3 separate regions of the Zea mays genome follow, and all the other regions are linked to region 3. A link is a contact called in public Hi-C data. All regions are on one chromosome and are shown on one strand. The core of a region is the stretch at or near the end of the contact, and the rest is flanking DNA. Distances in the headings are between cores, read along the strand shown. Region 1 holds the start of LOC118472077. Region 2 holds the start of LOC103627410 (filament-like plant protein 7). Region 3 holds the start of LOC100383610.

Evidence for each region. A called contact is a pair of places that touch in the nucleus more often than the background predicts.
Region 1: a contact with region 3 is called in a Hi-C map of tassel, with 2.0 times the contacts expected there. The contact joins the promoter of LOC118472077 here to the promoter of LOC100383610 in region 3. A contact is called at or near these places in 3 of 25 Hi-C or Micro-C datasets (endosperm, leaf and tassel).
Region 2: a contact with region 3 is called in a Hi-C map of leaf, with 8 times the contacts expected there. The contact joins the promoter of LOC103627410 here to the promoter of LOC100383610 in region 3. A contact is called at or near these places in 2 of 25 Hi-C or Micro-C datasets (leaf and root tip).

Annotation. Positions count from the first base shown.
Region 1 is chr5:188,394,650-188,397,537 of Zm-B73-REFERENCE-NAM-5.0, reverse strand. LOC118472077 reads right to left here and starts at 1,392. Exons shown (of 3, transcript XM_035959213.1): 1 at 1,262-1,392; 2 at 1,059-1,164; 3 at 64-555. The coding sequence starts at 1,377. The coding sequence ends at 382.
Region 2 is chr5:188,063,060-188,066,036 of Zm-B73-REFERENCE-NAM-5.0, reverse strand. LOC103627410 (filament-like plant protein 7) reads right to left here and starts at 1,596. Exons shown (of 4, transcript XM_008647705.2): 1 at 434-1,596. It overlaps LOC100502459 (a long non-coding RNA gene), which reads left to right. Exons shown (of 4, transcript NR_157380.1): 2 at 1,606-1,654; 3 at 1,741-2,022; 4 at 2,102-2,352.
Region 3 is chr5:188,229,091-188,232,023 of Zm-B73-REFERENCE-NAM-5.0, reverse strand. It overlaps LOC100383610, which reads left to right and starts at 1,512. Exons shown (of 14, transcript NM_001362098.1): 1 at 1,512-1,795; 2 at 1,883-1,992; 3 at 2,094-2,189; 4 at 2,543-2,662; 5 at 2,752-2,883. The coding sequence starts at 1,594. LOC100279772 reads left to right here. Exons shown (of 16, transcript NM_001352971.1): 15 at 1-590; 16 at 783-1,229. The coding sequence ends at 881.

The sequences.
Region 1 (2,888 bases), core at 143-2,642, 170 kb before region 3:
AGAGAGAATCAAATGCTTCACACTTGCCCTTTTAGCTGGGTCATTTAGCCCCCTCACATTCCATGACAAAATACAACAGTTGGCATTCATTAATCAAAAGTAGTTCCCCTACATGCCCAAGTAGAGCCACACAAGACAGGACCTGACCAGACAACCAGCGACAACAGCACATTGCTAGTTGGGAAAAGCAAGCATCCCACGCCTGAAATAATGACAGATAGAAACACCGACAGAGCAAGCCAAAAGAAAAAACACTGCTGACAATCCCACAACCTGCTACCCAAAGCAGTCATCAAAAGTAGTTGGGTGACCCACAGACTATTACACATGCGAGATAACATTCTGCACTAGACCGACCCACACAAGATCTAAAAACATCACTCAGATCCTCTCAGCAGCCTCTATGAAAGGAGCCTTGAGAGGTGCCACCTTTCTGCCCTTCTTCTTGGTCCCTTCCTTCTCCTTTCCCTGAATTGCCAACTCCATAATTGCCTCCATTTGATCCTTAGTAAGGGGCCTTATGAAATGCCTTGCAAGCTGTTCCATCAAATCCACCTGACCATTAACAGATAGAGCATTAGAGCTTTGAAATTGAGTTGCAGCAGCGTTATTTAACTTAGCAGCTAGAATTTCTTGAGCTTTAACTATGGCATTTCGATTTCTTCCAAATTTGAGTTTTTTCTTTGCAGCCAATCTAGCACTAGATCTCTTGCCAATAGGAGATGGACTTACACCCGCAGCCACAGCAGGCTGAAATGAACACCCCACAACCAAACTGTTTGAAGCTAAGCTAGAGCTGGGAGGCGATCGAATTAGCGGAGCATCAGGAGCTTTAGAGATAGATGCAACAAAATCATCTATATTAATGCTTGAGGGATCTGGGATGCTACATGACAGCGAAGAGGTGAATAAATCTGGATTGCACGGCATGACAGATGCACTATTAATATTTGAATGTGGAGGCACATGAGATTCTGCAACGAGTGACTCCTGCCATGCTTCCTCCTCCATGATCTGCAGCGGGCAGAGGACTGCAGCAGAGGGGAGGAGAGGAGTACCTTTACTTGCCTGCAGCAGTCGGCAGGTGTTGATGCAGCGAAAGGCTCTTGTGAGAGCCAAGAACAACTTGCACGGTGGCATTTTAAAGACGCTGCCGGTGGTGCGCTTTAATGACAGAAAGAAAGAAAAAAACAGAGAAAGGTTACTGTATGGAGCGCGTGGCGATGTCTGGAAATCACTGTCCATGCCATTCTTGTCTCACCAAACATCAATTCTGCAGCTATTCCTTGTGCTGACAATTCTCCCATTCCTATCCTTGCTTGCTTGGGCGCTGCCCAAGAGTAATTTATATATACACTGGAGGTAAATGTACGACATCCAGCGACCCAAGGCGTTCATGCTGATAAAAGCTATGACAACATCTGTACTAATCTCATTAACCTTTCTATAAGTAATAATCCGGTGTCAGCTTTTGACCATTTGCATGCTCGCTGCCAAAATTTTGGAAAGCCAAATGTCCTCTCTTGCTACCCAGTTGCTTAGCAGTTAAGCTTCCAACGATCAACCTGAGGCTTAACCCCACCCAACTAACCAATCTTTACCAACAAACTGAGGCTTACTCAGATCTCACCGAAGAGGCCAAACCTACAGATCCACCGCGCAGAGAAATAAAGGCGCCTTTTGCAAAAGGCTGAAGAGGGCAATCTCCTCTTTTGAGGCGCACTTTTTAGAACAGGGAGATTGAGGAGTGTGGCCTCCTGTTTTGCCACTACTTCGTGCTTATCGACCTGATACCTCTGCATCTCTCAACTCTTCAGTGCGAGTGGAAAAAAAATCTCTTCCATCAATCCAGCCGAGTTAGTTCTTCCTAAAATTTCACAGGACCATGAAAAGCAGCAAAATGAGAAAAATACGTGCAATATACTGTTCTTGAGTCTGCATCTGCAACTGCAACAGATAATTATTTCAGAGTTAAGACTTTAAGAGGGAATATGCCATGCATTTTTGGTGCAAACCGCACCACAATAAAGGAGAGAAAAATTCTAAGAAAGTGTGATTTAAGAAGAATGGCATTCTACAAAAGTGTGATTTAATGGCTGAGGCCCACAGCCCACTGCATGGACCCCTCCATTGGAATTCTTTTAACACCCTTTTCCTCCTTCAGACTGGTGGAATGGTGGAGAAGCCATAGAGGCAGAGGTGGTGAGCCTGCCTGTTGCAAGTGCACCTAATCATCGCCATCATGGACACTAGGCAGAGAAGCACCAATAATAGGCACTTTTTCGGCCTTACATGTCCCATGACCAAGCATCAACACGCGGCGCCAAGAACTTTCAAACTGATAGCCTCCACTTCTAAATGCGTGTGCTGGATGATCCTTGTCCTTAGAAGCCAAAACAGCAACGACATAGAAAACAAAGGGCTTCCTAGAACCCCCACCAGCTTATTTTGCTCTGCCTGCGCCTGCCGGCCCAAAGATCACTCGAGTTGGAAAAATAGCCACCTTTGTCAGCCCCACAAGCATTAGTAGTTTGTTCATCTCGTAATGGACCGAGCCGGTTTTCACTTGATACACGAACATTAGTATTTTCTGTTTGCAAAGCAACCCAATAGTCTATGAAGCAATAGCGAGCCTCCATTCCCGTTCAAAAGTTTATGTTGCTATCAGTCTCCAGATTGGTATAAAGTAAACAATACTCAAGGGAACATGATTGCCACACCAGAAATAAATGGTTTGTTCTTTCCTAGCATGTGCAGGGTGCACGATTGAGAAGTACAAGTGTCACTCATCTTACACATCAATAGCTTTTAGTCACGAAACGAAACTGTATCTTTCATTTCATCCCCAACAGTAACCAGTGTTCAGGTTAACAGTTAAATATAGTTGG
Region 2 (2,977 bases), core at 347-2,846, 170 kb after region 3:
TGTCCAATTTAAGACCGACGAAACTGCTGGTCTTCTAACAACTGCCTAAGTGCCTATTAGTTTGATGAGTTTGTAGTGAGTTGGTTGTTGGCAAAATATGTAGTACGAATAATCTGTGGAAATATAGAAACCAATTCAAAGAAAATGTACTACTTCAGTTGTTCAAATAATTCTGAAATTAGCGCATCCCTGAGGTACTCACATGCAAAAGTTGAGACACAAACTCGCTTTTAAAAAATCGTACGAAAATCGAAACATTTCAGGTGCCATTTTGTTCAGAAAATATATATATTAACTATCCACTAAAGTTGACGAGCACAGGCTACACCAATGTAGTTGTAAAACTGAAACCCAGCATTCAACATGACAAAGACATCCCAATAATCCGAAACAGAAGAGCATCAAAACCAAGGTGAGAGAACATATTCAGTACCTGTTTGATCAGGCTACGCAGTTCGTCGGCCACCGCGGGGATGCATAGCTAGCTCCTCGCAGTCAGGGACTCAGGGCACCACGACAGGAGCAGGAAGCAAGAACTGAACTGGCGAGTGGAGTGGAGTGGAGCGCAACCTCGCTCTCGCTCAAGGCGTTCCGTCAGTACGCAGCTTGGCAGGTAAGGTGCAAGCGGTACTGGCAGAAGTTTGGTCGGCGGGCCTCGGCGGAGGGGGTTTCTGTTGCGAGGGGTGTATCCTGTTGAGGATCGGAGGAAGGCGTCAAGGGGGGCAGGGGCAGCGCGGGTGGCGCTTTCGCTTGGCGGGAAGGAAGCGGAGGGGTCAGCGAGGAGCCTGGTGGTTCAGGCATGCTGTCAGAACGACTGGAAGCTGGAGCAGTTGGGCTGTTCAGTCCCGGCCCGGGTACGACCACGACCACACTCTACGGGCGTGTTTGTCGCCATGGCCCAGCAGCCTGGCTGCGCTCCCGGGCTGCAGCTCCTGTGTTTGCGTGGCTGCGCTCCCGGGCTGCAGCTCCTATGTTTGCGTCGTCTGGCTGGCTCGAGAGCCAGGCTGTGCGCGTGCAAATTGAGCCTCTCAGCCTGGCTCCACAGAAACGAGCTCAAGGTCCGTTTCCTGGGAGCCTGGCTGCTCGTGGCGCAAGGATTCCGCGTTTAGGTAGTTTTGGTCTTCTAGCCTGGCTGCATATTGGATGACAAACACCAGCTCGTCTGAGCCAGGCTCATATGGTACAAGTGCGCAAACAAAATAAGTTGCAGTAGCCGGGACAGGCTAGCCTCAGCCTGGTCTAATTGAACGGACCGAGCTGGCCAGGGACAGGGTCACAAACACGCCCTACGTGTCCCACCGGAGACCAGCGTTGGCCTAGCTTCTTCCTCCGTCCTCCCCATGGGCCATGGCTGCTCTCCTGCTCTACTGGGGGATCATGATAAACCAGTTTGCACGCGACGACTGGAATTTGTTACCAATTCCTTTTTTTTCCTAGAAAAAAAATGTTGGCATCGATTCCATGGCTTCTACTTCTTAGAATGAGATCGGTGTATCTGCAGTGTGCATGTTTTTTTCCTCCGGAAAAAAAGTATATTTGCTTCCTTATCGTCCACAGTCTGAATATTACCTGTCCATATAGGCTATTAGCTAGCTTTTTCTACAGGGGATCGATGTGGCATTGCACCTCGTGGACGTCGGGTCGACGAAGACAGGTAGGTAAAACGGCTTCTGCATCAAGCTTTGAGGTTTATAAGACCCCCGAAAAAAATCACTGACCCGTCCATGCCATTGCCACCAGTCGGGGCGCACTGGCAAGTACGTCAGGAAAGTTGTGAAACCGTCGTCCGAACACAGGAGAAATGTGGAGCACGACATCGGACGTGCTCTCGAGGAGTTAGGTCGATCGACAGCACGTGTGAATATTACTCAAGGCGAAAAGAGGGGGGAAAAAAGGTCAACACTTTTTGGTGCTGAATCAAAGCCATCCATCACCCCAGTGCACCTATCTGTGAGAGACATGAGTTCTTCACAATCACATTGCGCGTTTTTTCTTTCTTTGGAAGGACTGACCGGATGAACAGTAAGATTCATTCGTACAGATACAGTATCTTATTGCATATTGCTTGGATTTGGACACTAACATGCGTACAACGGTACAGGTCCTTAAGGCGTAAGCGACCGTTCCTCTGCACTTGTCGTCGGCTACTGGTAGTTTGCAGCGGTTGGGCAGTGCGTAGCGTCGTCTAAGGCGACGGATCGGGGTGGAATGCCAGGACATGAACGGGACGCACTTGTCACTAGCGCAGCCAGAGACGCGTCGCGTCCCCGTCGCCCGGCTGCTGCCTGCCGGTGCCGTGGGGCAGTCGCGTGAGGTGAGCTCGGCACCGAACGAACCACTGGCGCCGTTTGCAATGGGTTCAGCGACCACCCAGCACTTCGTTGTCGCTCGGTCAAGCGGTTGGTTGCACGGCGACATCCCACTGATCAGAATCAGATGCCGGGTGCTCCGCGAGTGAGGTGGTGTGGTGAAAAGGATTAGGCCACAGCACTTGAGCTTGTTCCCCCGCCCCTTTGTTGGCGTTCCGTGCTTGCAACTAAAAATGGAGTGTCACCACATAGGATTTAAAGTGTGATATCCTTCGTAATGTGTACTATCATAATTATATATTTAAACTAGTTAATTGGTGTGATATTGTGTGAGACTATATCTAAACATTATTTTTTATGCCACAACCTAAGATGTCGTGCCAAAACAATAAATATTTTATATAACATACAACTTCCCCTATTAAATGTCTTGCCACATCAGCGAAAAGTCTTATATGACATCTCATTAATGAGTATGATACTATCCATTAAGAATAACCTTAGACTATGTCCAGCAATTTATCTATATGTTCACCCAGAATACTGTTTTACACTATAGACTGTACTATTCGCATATTCAAGTTTAAATATAGGTATACGAATAGGTAAGTTGTTGGAGATAGCCGCTAGCAAGGAATGAAGGCTAGTCAGAATGTCTTTTTATTTAG
Region 3 (2,933 bases), core at 263-2,762:
TTTCACTTAAAGCAACCTTACCCCAACCACGTATCAAGAAGGATTTGAAAAATAAGGATCCTTTGCCAAGTGAAGTTACTGGTTGGGCTGCTGTGGAGAACATGAGTAGTGTGGATGTTGATGCTCAGCTATCAAGTACCGAACATGAAAATGGCACAACTGAGGAGGCAGCTGCATTTTCGACTCCTTCAGTTATAATTCGAAGTGCTGCTGACTGTGATGCTCAAGATGATGCAAATGGTTCTAAGAAGCGGGCGAAGGTTGCAAAGTCATCTCCTAGACCAAATAAACCAGCCAGCGAATGCCATGATGTTAGGAAAGCTACCGCTAAGAAAGCTACAGGTGCCACTACCAAGAAAACTAAGAAAGTAAAGATTGAGGAATCTGTGAGTAATGGACTAGAAACCAGTGGTTCTGATGTTCCAGAACAGAGTGCTGACAACACTTCTGACCAGAATCAGAGTCCCACGAAATTCCAATCTGGGGCAATGAAGTTGGGTGATGTAGTTACAGCAAAGGTCTACCAGATTCGAGCCTATGGACTAGTACTTGAGTTGAGTGATGGTGTGCGTGGAATGCATAAATTTGAGGTAATTTCGTACAAACTTTTGAGAAAACAAGCCATCTTTTTTGTTCATACTGCTATTAGCAACACAGTTTTTCATCCCTGTACTCCACCTTCTCAATGGCCACACTATATTCTTATATTCTTAACCGTTGCATCCTCCCCCCAATACTCCCAATGAACATTGGTAACTGAAATTCTGGAGCATCTCTTGCAGGCAAATGGCCTAAAGGAATTTGAAGTTGGACAGGAACTAGTAGTGAAATGTTCTAGTTTCAATGCGAAGGGGATTCCGTTATTCTCATTGCTGGACTAGCAATGCCACCATTTGGGAACCGGATACAAATGACACCTTAGCAGCTAACCAATCAACTTGTGGAACACATGGCTAGCGAAGTTTTGTTCTTTCGCTGTTGTTGAAGCGTTGGTCAAGTTCTTTATTCGTACAACCATGAATAGAATGGAGGTCAATCACATGAAGTGTAGAGCGTACGGACTGAGTACGAACCATCGGAACCTGCTGTAGCCATTATATATAACTAGGATTACGTTACTTATCTATCTATTGGTTAAAATAATAGGGACGATGAATTCTTTGTAAGACGTACTGAAGCAGAGTGTCCCACTTACAGGAATCCAGTTCCAGTTTGTAGTTTCTTTACCTAAGATTGTTCAGCTGTACCTTTATTTTATTTTTAGCAGGGCTGTTTACAAAATCTGATTTTTTTAGTTTTGAAAAGTTAGCAGGAGCATTGCTTATGTTTGGGTGGGTTCAGATTACATGCAGTATAAACTTTGAAGACTATATATATATATAATAGAAAAAAAGAAGTGCGAGAAATAACAGAAGACGATAACAACAGGCGAGTGGCCACGGATGCTCGAGAAACCGGACTAGCACCATTTCCACCGTATCACTGCACGGCCGCGCGAAAATGTGCAGCGCCACAAGTGCATTCCGGCCCCGTGAGTAATCGTAACAGAGGATCGCTAGCTAGTGTGCTACCCTGTACGGCGCAGGCGCAGCCATGAGCAACAGCGGCAGGTGGCGGAGGAGGACGAGGTCCGTAGCCCCTTCGCCGGCCACCTCTTCTCCGTCGTCTCCTGGCCTCCGAGAAGCGCAGCCGTTCCGGCTTCCCCAGTGGAAGTTCTCCCAGGTCCTCGGCGAACTGCCGCCCGCGGCCGAAGCCCGCCGCGACGGCGCTCCCCGTCCGCAGGACGACGACGATGGTATTTATCTCTGCCTGCAAACTCAAACATTCAGAGAGCTATCCGCATGTTGGTCGTTGGACTGATCGGTCTGTGCATGTGCTTCAGCGGACGAAATCTCGGCTATCGAGTTCGACGGCCGCGGCGAGTACTTGGCCGGCGGCGACAACGCCGGGCGCGTCATCCTCTTCCGGAGGACCGACGGCGACGGCGACGACGTAAGCGTCCTGCTAGCTTTCCCGGTGCTAGCTAATTAATTCGTGCTTCTTGCGGCCACGGGGTGACTGACGCGGGGCTTCCTCCCTACGCACGTCTGCAGGCGCGGCCTCGCGCGGAGCTTGAGCGCACGGACCGTGCCGGAGCGCCGCCGCCGAGGTACAGCTACGCGACGGAGTTCCAGAGCCACGAACGGGAGGTGAGCCACCAACCCTATTGTTTGTTCAGACGAGCAGCAGGGTGAATTGTATTGTACGTACTGTATATATATATTTTTTTCCCGAGATCACTCCATTTCTATTAGTTGCATAACAGAAATACAAACGTTTTACCCACATCCAGATAAGCACTAGAGCTTAACCTGGAAGGGTTACATCACAGAAAACAACCTGTTCAGGCCACAACACAACTATAAACCGTCTACATACAGCTAGACAAAGTTCACAAAAGCAGTTCAAACATAATCAGATACAAAATACACCGCGAAGCACGTACTGTATATCCTAGTGCACGCATTCTGTTGCTGACCTTGATCCCTCCCTGCTGGCGCAGTTCGACGTGCTGGACAGCTTGGACATCAGCGAGAGGATTAAGAAGGTGAGGTGGTGCGCGCGGCCCAACAGCTCCCTGCTCATGCTCGCCGCGAACGACCGCACGGTCAAGCTCTGGAAGGTATCGAACCAACGCAAATGCGTCGATGCTTGCTGTCGCCTGTCTCCATGGGAACATGTGGTGTAACGGGTTCTGTAGCTCCAGGGCAGGTCTCCGAACACAAGGCGGAGGCGCCGAAGAAAGGGAACGGTCGGCCGAGTTGGGGCACCGCGGCGCTGTCGGCAGCCACGAAACTGCCGAGGGGCTGTTCGTCTGCAGAGCCTGACGAACGTCCTGAAAAGGTTTGCTCTCTGCAGCATTGCTCAGTTTGATCGACGCACTAGCACTATGG